2 separate regions of the Danio rerio genome follow, and region 2 is linked to region 1. Evidence: chromatin contacts called from public Hi-C data. All regions are on one chromosome and are shown on one strand. The core of a region is the stretch at or near the end of the contact, and the rest is flanking DNA. Distances in the headings are between cores, read along the strand shown.

The links. Hi-C and Micro-C count contacts between places; a contact is called where the count stands out from the background.
Region 2: a Hi-C map of embryo shows a contact between it and region 1, with 3 times the contacts expected there. The contact joins the promoter of pafah1b1a here to the enhancer-like site in region 1. A contact is called at or near these places in 3 of 18 Hi-C or Micro-C datasets (caudal fin, embryo and hematopoietic stem cells) and 3 of 4 datasets of contacts at active chromatin or transcription factors (embryo, gastrula embryo and pancreas).

The regions. Positions count from the first base shown.
Region 1 is chr15:27,645,666-27,648,990 of GRCz12tu, reverse strand. It overlaps slc35f2l (info solute carrier family 35 member F2, like), which reads right to left. Exons shown (of 8, transcript XM_017351066.4): 8 at 2,927-3,325. It overlaps mnta (MAX network transcriptional repressor a), which reads left to right. Exons shown (of 6, transcript XM_009291752.5): 6 at 1-2,577. The coding sequence ends at 274. Among named protein-coding and RNA genes, the nearest start is that of slc35f2l, 19 kb to the right of the region's middle. Within about 2 kb of position 1,785, at least 50 of the 62 cell types and tissues checked have an H3K27ac peak or open chromatin away from gene starts, as enhancers often do.
Region 2 is chr15:27,800,915-27,804,217 of GRCz12tu, reverse strand. pafah1b1a (platelet-activating factor acetylhydrolase 1b, regulatory subunit 1a) reads left to right here and starts at 1,723. Exons shown (of 11, transcript NM_201345.1): 1 at 1,723-1,815.

The DNA of each region.
Region 1 (3,325 bases), core at 536-3,035:
CCACATCACTGTCGCCCACCTGCCAGGAATCTACCCTCAGCCGGTCACCGTCACGCAGCCGGCGGTCATGAGCCACATCGCGCACACACTCTCTCATGCCCAGATCAACGGCACGGCTGCACCCTCCGCGCAAGCCGCCATCATGGCCAAACAGACGCCGGTGGGCGCGCAAGTCGTCGCTCATCACCCTCAGCTGGTGGGCCAGACCGTCCTGAATCCGGTCACCATGGTGACCATGCCCTCCTTCCCAGTCAGCACGCTAAAGCTGGCCTAAAGCGCTGACCAATCACGCAAAGACACTTCCGCCCCATTCAAGACTGCAGACACTATAAAGCTACAGTACATTCCAAATGGAAAAGAAAGTATCTAAAGCGACACAAAGAGTTTATTGAATGTCTAATACTATATAGTGATTATATAAGACAAGATATGTTCTACGTGTATGTGTGGGCACAGTTCAGAGCGCTAGAGAAGTGTGTTTTGATGAAACTGTGGTCCGATCCCAGCCTAAATTGACTGTCAGCCAGCCTATAATGTGTGACTACTGGTTTTAAAGGCAGCCCCATTATACCTCACACTAACAGCACACCTCATGTGAATGCTCCTGCTAGACCAGGTTTAGTGTACTGTCTGGTGTCTGATGTAGACCAAAAATATATATATTTATTCAGCCTCATGTTGTTTCAACCTGACTAACTTTCTTCTGCAAAGCTTGAATATGATTAGTTTATTTGATATACACTAAAAGTCAATAGGGTCCAATGTGTTTTTACACCCTGTTATCTTTCAGTGCGCCTAACAAAAAAGTTTAGCTGTGCATGGAATGTTGTCGCAGTATGTCGTTTGTTTGAATTTGAATGAATGTTTGTGTTAAGTATGAATATGCTTAATATGAATGATTTTTGGGCATACTTGCATTAGGGTACTTTTCGCCTACTTTTTTATATTCATTTGGATGTACTGCTCTTTTGGCATACAGTTTTTCAGCGTTTGTTTGATTTCGAACACAACATCGTTTTATATTTTGCAGAAAAGTCGTAGATGTTTGCAAAAAACATGAGAGTGAATAAATTTGAGGGGGAATCAGCATTTTAATATCAACTTACCTGGACAGCATGATGTCATGTTTTACCACTGTAGTTGATGCAAGACGTACAGTAGCATCAAAATTACACAGCAAAAAAGATTGTTTCGAATCATTATTATTTTTTAACTATAGAATGATTTTTTTAAGTTATGATATTTACAATACAAGTTTGGTCTTCATTTACTCTCCCTCTACTTGTTTTAAGCCTTTTTTTGTCGAACACAAGCAAATGGAAACCAGTAGATGCTTGACCTCCATAGTATGTTAACAATAAACGGCTAGCGGTTTCCAACACTTAAAAAATTATTTTCTTTTGTGTTCAACAGAAAAAAGAAAGTTTCGTTACCACACGAGGGAGAATAAATGGTGAGTAAATTTAATTTTTTTGGGTAGTCCATCACTTTAATATAGCCTAAATGACAATACTTTCAGAAGACGACGCTTCTGAGGGAAACAGTTACAAACAAACCCTCCTAAAACAAGATTAGTTTAGGTTTTTTCCTCGTTTAGTAGTCAATCACACAAGTTGACCTCTCATTTTTGACACCTGGAGCATATGTGAGATGTTTCTCTCTTTCTTTTGCGGAGTTTACATGATTTCTTATCTGTAGTGCTCTAGCTGGCATAGACACTACTGTTGTGTGACAGTCACGTGGGTCATCGGGAATCTGACAGCAGTGCCTTTAACCTCGTCGATCTGGAGTCCTGTTCAATGCTGCACAGTCGCCCTCTATTGTGCTCTTGTTGCAAATGCACTCTTAACTTATTCACTAACAAGGCCACCTTCTTCAATTGAGCTGTGCGCTAGTATGAATTCACATCCGTCGAGTGCTAACACAATCATTCGCTGGCGCAAACATTGTTCTGGAAGTCTCTCTGAATGTATTCCATCACATTCAATGCCTTCATCTCGCCACTGGTGATTAATGTCGGAGATTACATGTGCAGAACGTTTTCATGTAGCAAATAAGTTAAAATGACACGCATTCATAATTGTGTGTGTGTGTGTGTGTGTGTGGCAAATACATCACAGAAGCTTTATGTATGTGTCTGTTTGTGATTTAAAGGGCTAGTTCACCCAACAATTCGGACATTATTTACTTAATATTTACTCATTCCAAACCAGTTTAAATTTCTTTTTTAATTGCACACAAAAGGAGATATTTAGAAAAATGTTGTAAACCTGTAACGATTGACTTTTCGGTGGCCAAAAATTCGATACATCTTTAATATCAACACACTTTTAGATTCCCATTGTTACACATTTCTGCTGTGTGATTGGCTCTTAGATCAATATAGAGTAAAAAAGTCCAGAGCTTATCATTGTTATTGACATGAATGTTATTGCGGTTTGATATAATATCGTTTATTGGCCCAACGCTATGTCCATAGTAGGAACAACAAATACTATGGAAGTCAATGATTATCGATTTCTAACATTCTTCAAACTATCTTCTTTTGTGAAGAAACGAATAAAGCTAGAGTTAAAATTTTTGAGTGAACGATCCCTTTAATAATATTACGGTGCAAGTGAAATGTGGATGGATGTGACCTCATGTTTCTTTAATGAACATCTTTAAGCTTCAGGACAGCTGTGTGAGTGTGAGAAATGGAGGAATTATGCGTGGATGGGAAGATTTCTTTATTGAGCCAGACACACTTCTGCAGGTAGATTAAAAAAGCAAGGAATACAACTTTAAACTAACACTGTGATCCAGTCTGTTGTCCCAAACCAGGTTTACAAATCACACTAGCATTGTGTTGCGCAAGAGTCCCTGCATTTGATTTGCTTTCTTTGTTTGTGTGTGTTTTGTACGTACGTGTGTGTGTGTGTGTGTGTGTGTGTGTGTGTGTGTGTGTGTGTGTGTGTGTGTGTGTGAGAGAGAGAGAGAGAGAGAGAGAATGAGCTTTTATTTTACGTTTTATTTAGGTTGTCAGTTAGTTTTGTGTATTTACACTCTGTAGGATGTACACATTCTTAGACAAATTGTCGTGGCTGTTTTGGCATGTAGATGGATGATTCCTGTTTCTGTGCTGACCTTTTAAAAATATGTTCTTTTTAAATTTTCTGGGACCATGTACAGTTATATATAAATATATATGTTGGGGCAACTTTTCAGACCTCTTTCCACACTGATATTATATATATATATATATATATATGCGTATATATAGTGTGTTTTCCCTATGGAGAAAGTTCAAGTTGTATATAGCCTGTAAATTTGGGGCTGCGTATAG
Region 2 (3,303 bases), core at 474-2,973, 160 kb before region 1:
TTTCAAAATAAGTGCTAGAATTTAAACTTGGGTTCAATAGATTTGCTAATAATCGATTATTAGGAATCCTCATATGATGATGATGGTGGTGGGTTAAAGCTCTGAGTTGGTAACAGATGCATTGCAAGTTCAGTGTCAAACAAGCATGACCTTTGAACTGAAAGGTTAATAAGAAGATCCTGTCTTTAGAGTGTCCTTGCACCAGACACTTAGCCTCAGGTTGTTGTTTTTTCTCTGAGCTGTAGTGTTTAAAAATAACAAGTAGCCAATCTCTGCAGTCAACAATGCTAACTATGACCTCAGTCGAATATATTCAAGCTTCCATAGTTACATCTTTCATAGTGAACAATCCAGTGGATTCAAGCAGTGTTTCCAATTTAACCGTAAAGGTCATTTTCATAATAATACGATTCACCAAATAGTGATGTGTTCCTGTTATTTAGCAAAGCAGCAAGATTTTAATTAATAACTGCTTACATGATGAACCAATTCGATGTGGTGTAGATGTTTAGGACTTTTTTTTATTTTTAAAGGAATGTTGGGCATTATTGACAAGATGCAGATACAAAATAGTATTTTTTTTATTCATCTATGCTTTTTGAGTTTAAATCTTTAAACTGAAACATCTCAAATGTCTTCCTGGTTATAATTTGCATAATATACTTCAAACACAGTTTAATCACAAATGTTAGTGTTTCTTTTTCTGTGTGAAAGCCTGCATATAATACAAAGAACATGATTTTTTTGTAATTGGCTTGTTTAAATGTTATTTCAGCAAATGATTTGCTGTGGAACAGTAATTCTTTTAAATATATATTACAATTAATACACCACCATCCTCAGTCTGCAACACATTTGGTTAAACATTTGGCTGAAAAAACCCTGCATGGACCCATTCTAAACTAGAATGTCATCAAAAAAATATGATTTTATTTCATTTAGAGCATTTGGTGTCTAAAAAAGACCTTGTATTTTCGTTGTTCATTTACAAAAACAGTTTCTGTGGATTTCCTTTATCTTTTTTTGTTGCTGATTTGTTTTTCCTGTTTTTGACCTGAAATATGTTTCATCATGCCCTTTTGCGTGTCTTTTGGTTTCTTTAGTGAGTGGAATTCAATGTCAATTCTTTTAAATAACAATCTAATTATTTTTTTGGTTGAGTATCTTTTTGTATTAAAATGAATAAAGAAACTAGAAAACAACATGCGATTATATCTTCATCCACGTTGTCTCTAAACACAACATTCTCTTTGTTTTCAATATTATCTACATTGTTTAAATGAATTAAGGATTCTATTTACACTACACATGAACTATTGAAGGCTGTTACAGTTATAGACACGTAAATATTTAGCTTTAGCTGACTGAAAGTTACATTTGAAGCATGAATCATCGTAATATAGCTGGTTTATGCACCTGACATATGACACAGGTGCTGTTTTCACGCCAGCTGGGACTCGAACTCACAAATAAAGGCCACGCGCTCTGAATTGAACCCAGATTAAAATCACTGATGTGGGTCATGTGAGAAATAATGTTTCACGCTCCATTTTTGTAGTTATCTGCGATACTGCGTGAATATTTATTAAAGTAACGCCCACTGTATTTGAAAGGAGGGTGTGAGATTGAAGGGCGTGCGCGCTCCCGCCTGCAGAAGTCAGCCGATGCGCGCCCCCGTGCCGTGTAGAGGCGAATGCGGCGCTGCAAGGAGGCAGACCCCGAGACTTCAGCCCCCCTTTTCAACACGAAAATAACACTTTTGTCGTCCATTATCAGCTTCTTCTGAGGAATAACTTTCAGCGCTGACTCTGTATGGTAAGAACGGGCCATTTATGTCTCTATTCGCAATTAGGTTTGATCACAATCGCCGGCTGAAGAGCTGTTGTGGCTGTAATTTTTGCGCCTCCTTTTCCTCGGTGTCTCAAAATGGCGGACGCGGCCGTTGGAGGAATACTTCAGCTTCTGTTTTTCTTCACTACTCCTAAATATAGCGACAGCTTCGTGAGTGTACATTTCGCATTACACTTCACAAATACAAATTAATTTAGCGCAAGTTTGAAGTTTTAGCGGCTTATTAGAGATGTGTTCTGCGGATCAACACGTCGTTTCATCAATGTCATGTTAGCTAGCAACAGTTGGCTAACGCCCGTGTCAACACATACATCTGTTTTAATACCTCTGTTTGTTACATTTAAAGTTGACCTTGCCATATTTTATCATGTGTGTGTACATACAGGAAATTCAATTCGTTAACAACGTTTGCTACGTACCGGTTGAAAATAAAGGAGGTGACGAGGGCTGTGTTTCAAAACCTAGCGAACTTCCTATCTAGACAGCATGTTTGCGGTTAGATATGATGGATAACCATTAACCTTTTAAAACATGACGTGTTCAGTATTCAAACGAGCTTCAAAATTGTCGTACATCTCGGTTAGTCTCTCAAAACATGACGAGACACTTCAACTGGAAATCCCTTTTTTCCGTTTACCTCAAGGTTATGGGGTAAAACGGCGTGTTTGACAATTGTTAAGCTCGTTTGTATATAAAATATGGCATCATTAGAGAACATTTGGACTAGTCGGACTTGTACCTATGTTGAGCTGGTCTCAAATGTAGGTCAGCTGATTCCCCCCTCTCTTCATGCAGACCCGATATTTCTATGTGCAGTGGGACACTGAGGTGATCTGTCATGTTGTGCTGCGATTATCACTCCTGCAGTATTTTTTTGGCCAAATTTCCACGTCATTGCTTAAGGCAGCAATAAATGTGCTAATTTAACTACTGCTTGCTCGCTGCATAACTAACAATATCTTGCATGCAAATGTAAACATGCTGAAGAGGCAAGTGTGTACATGTTGCTTATCAAGGTGTGAATGCTTTGAATAAATGTGGTAACGTGTGCTTTTGGATGTACTGTAATCGTTATGGTTTATGATATTGTGCCAGGTTTGCTGTACACTCCCTTAAGTAGTTTGACAGCTGTCTTGGATGGTTACGGATTGCTTGTTAAAGTTTGAATTAAGTTCACTTAACAATGTCATGCGTGCGTAATCGTTTTCTCACAAAGGCGGCATTTATTTAATGAGTATTTCATGAATCAAAATATTGTTATTTAATAGTTTTTCTGTAATTGATTGTGTTAGATATATTTCAAAATTTACAATGTTTATATTGCACATTTTGTGTTATTTTCTTTATAGTGCATCTGGAAAGAATTCATAGCGCTTCACTTTTTCCACACTTTTTGTCATGTCACATCTTTATTTCTAAATGGATTAAATTAATTTGTTTCCTAAAAATTCT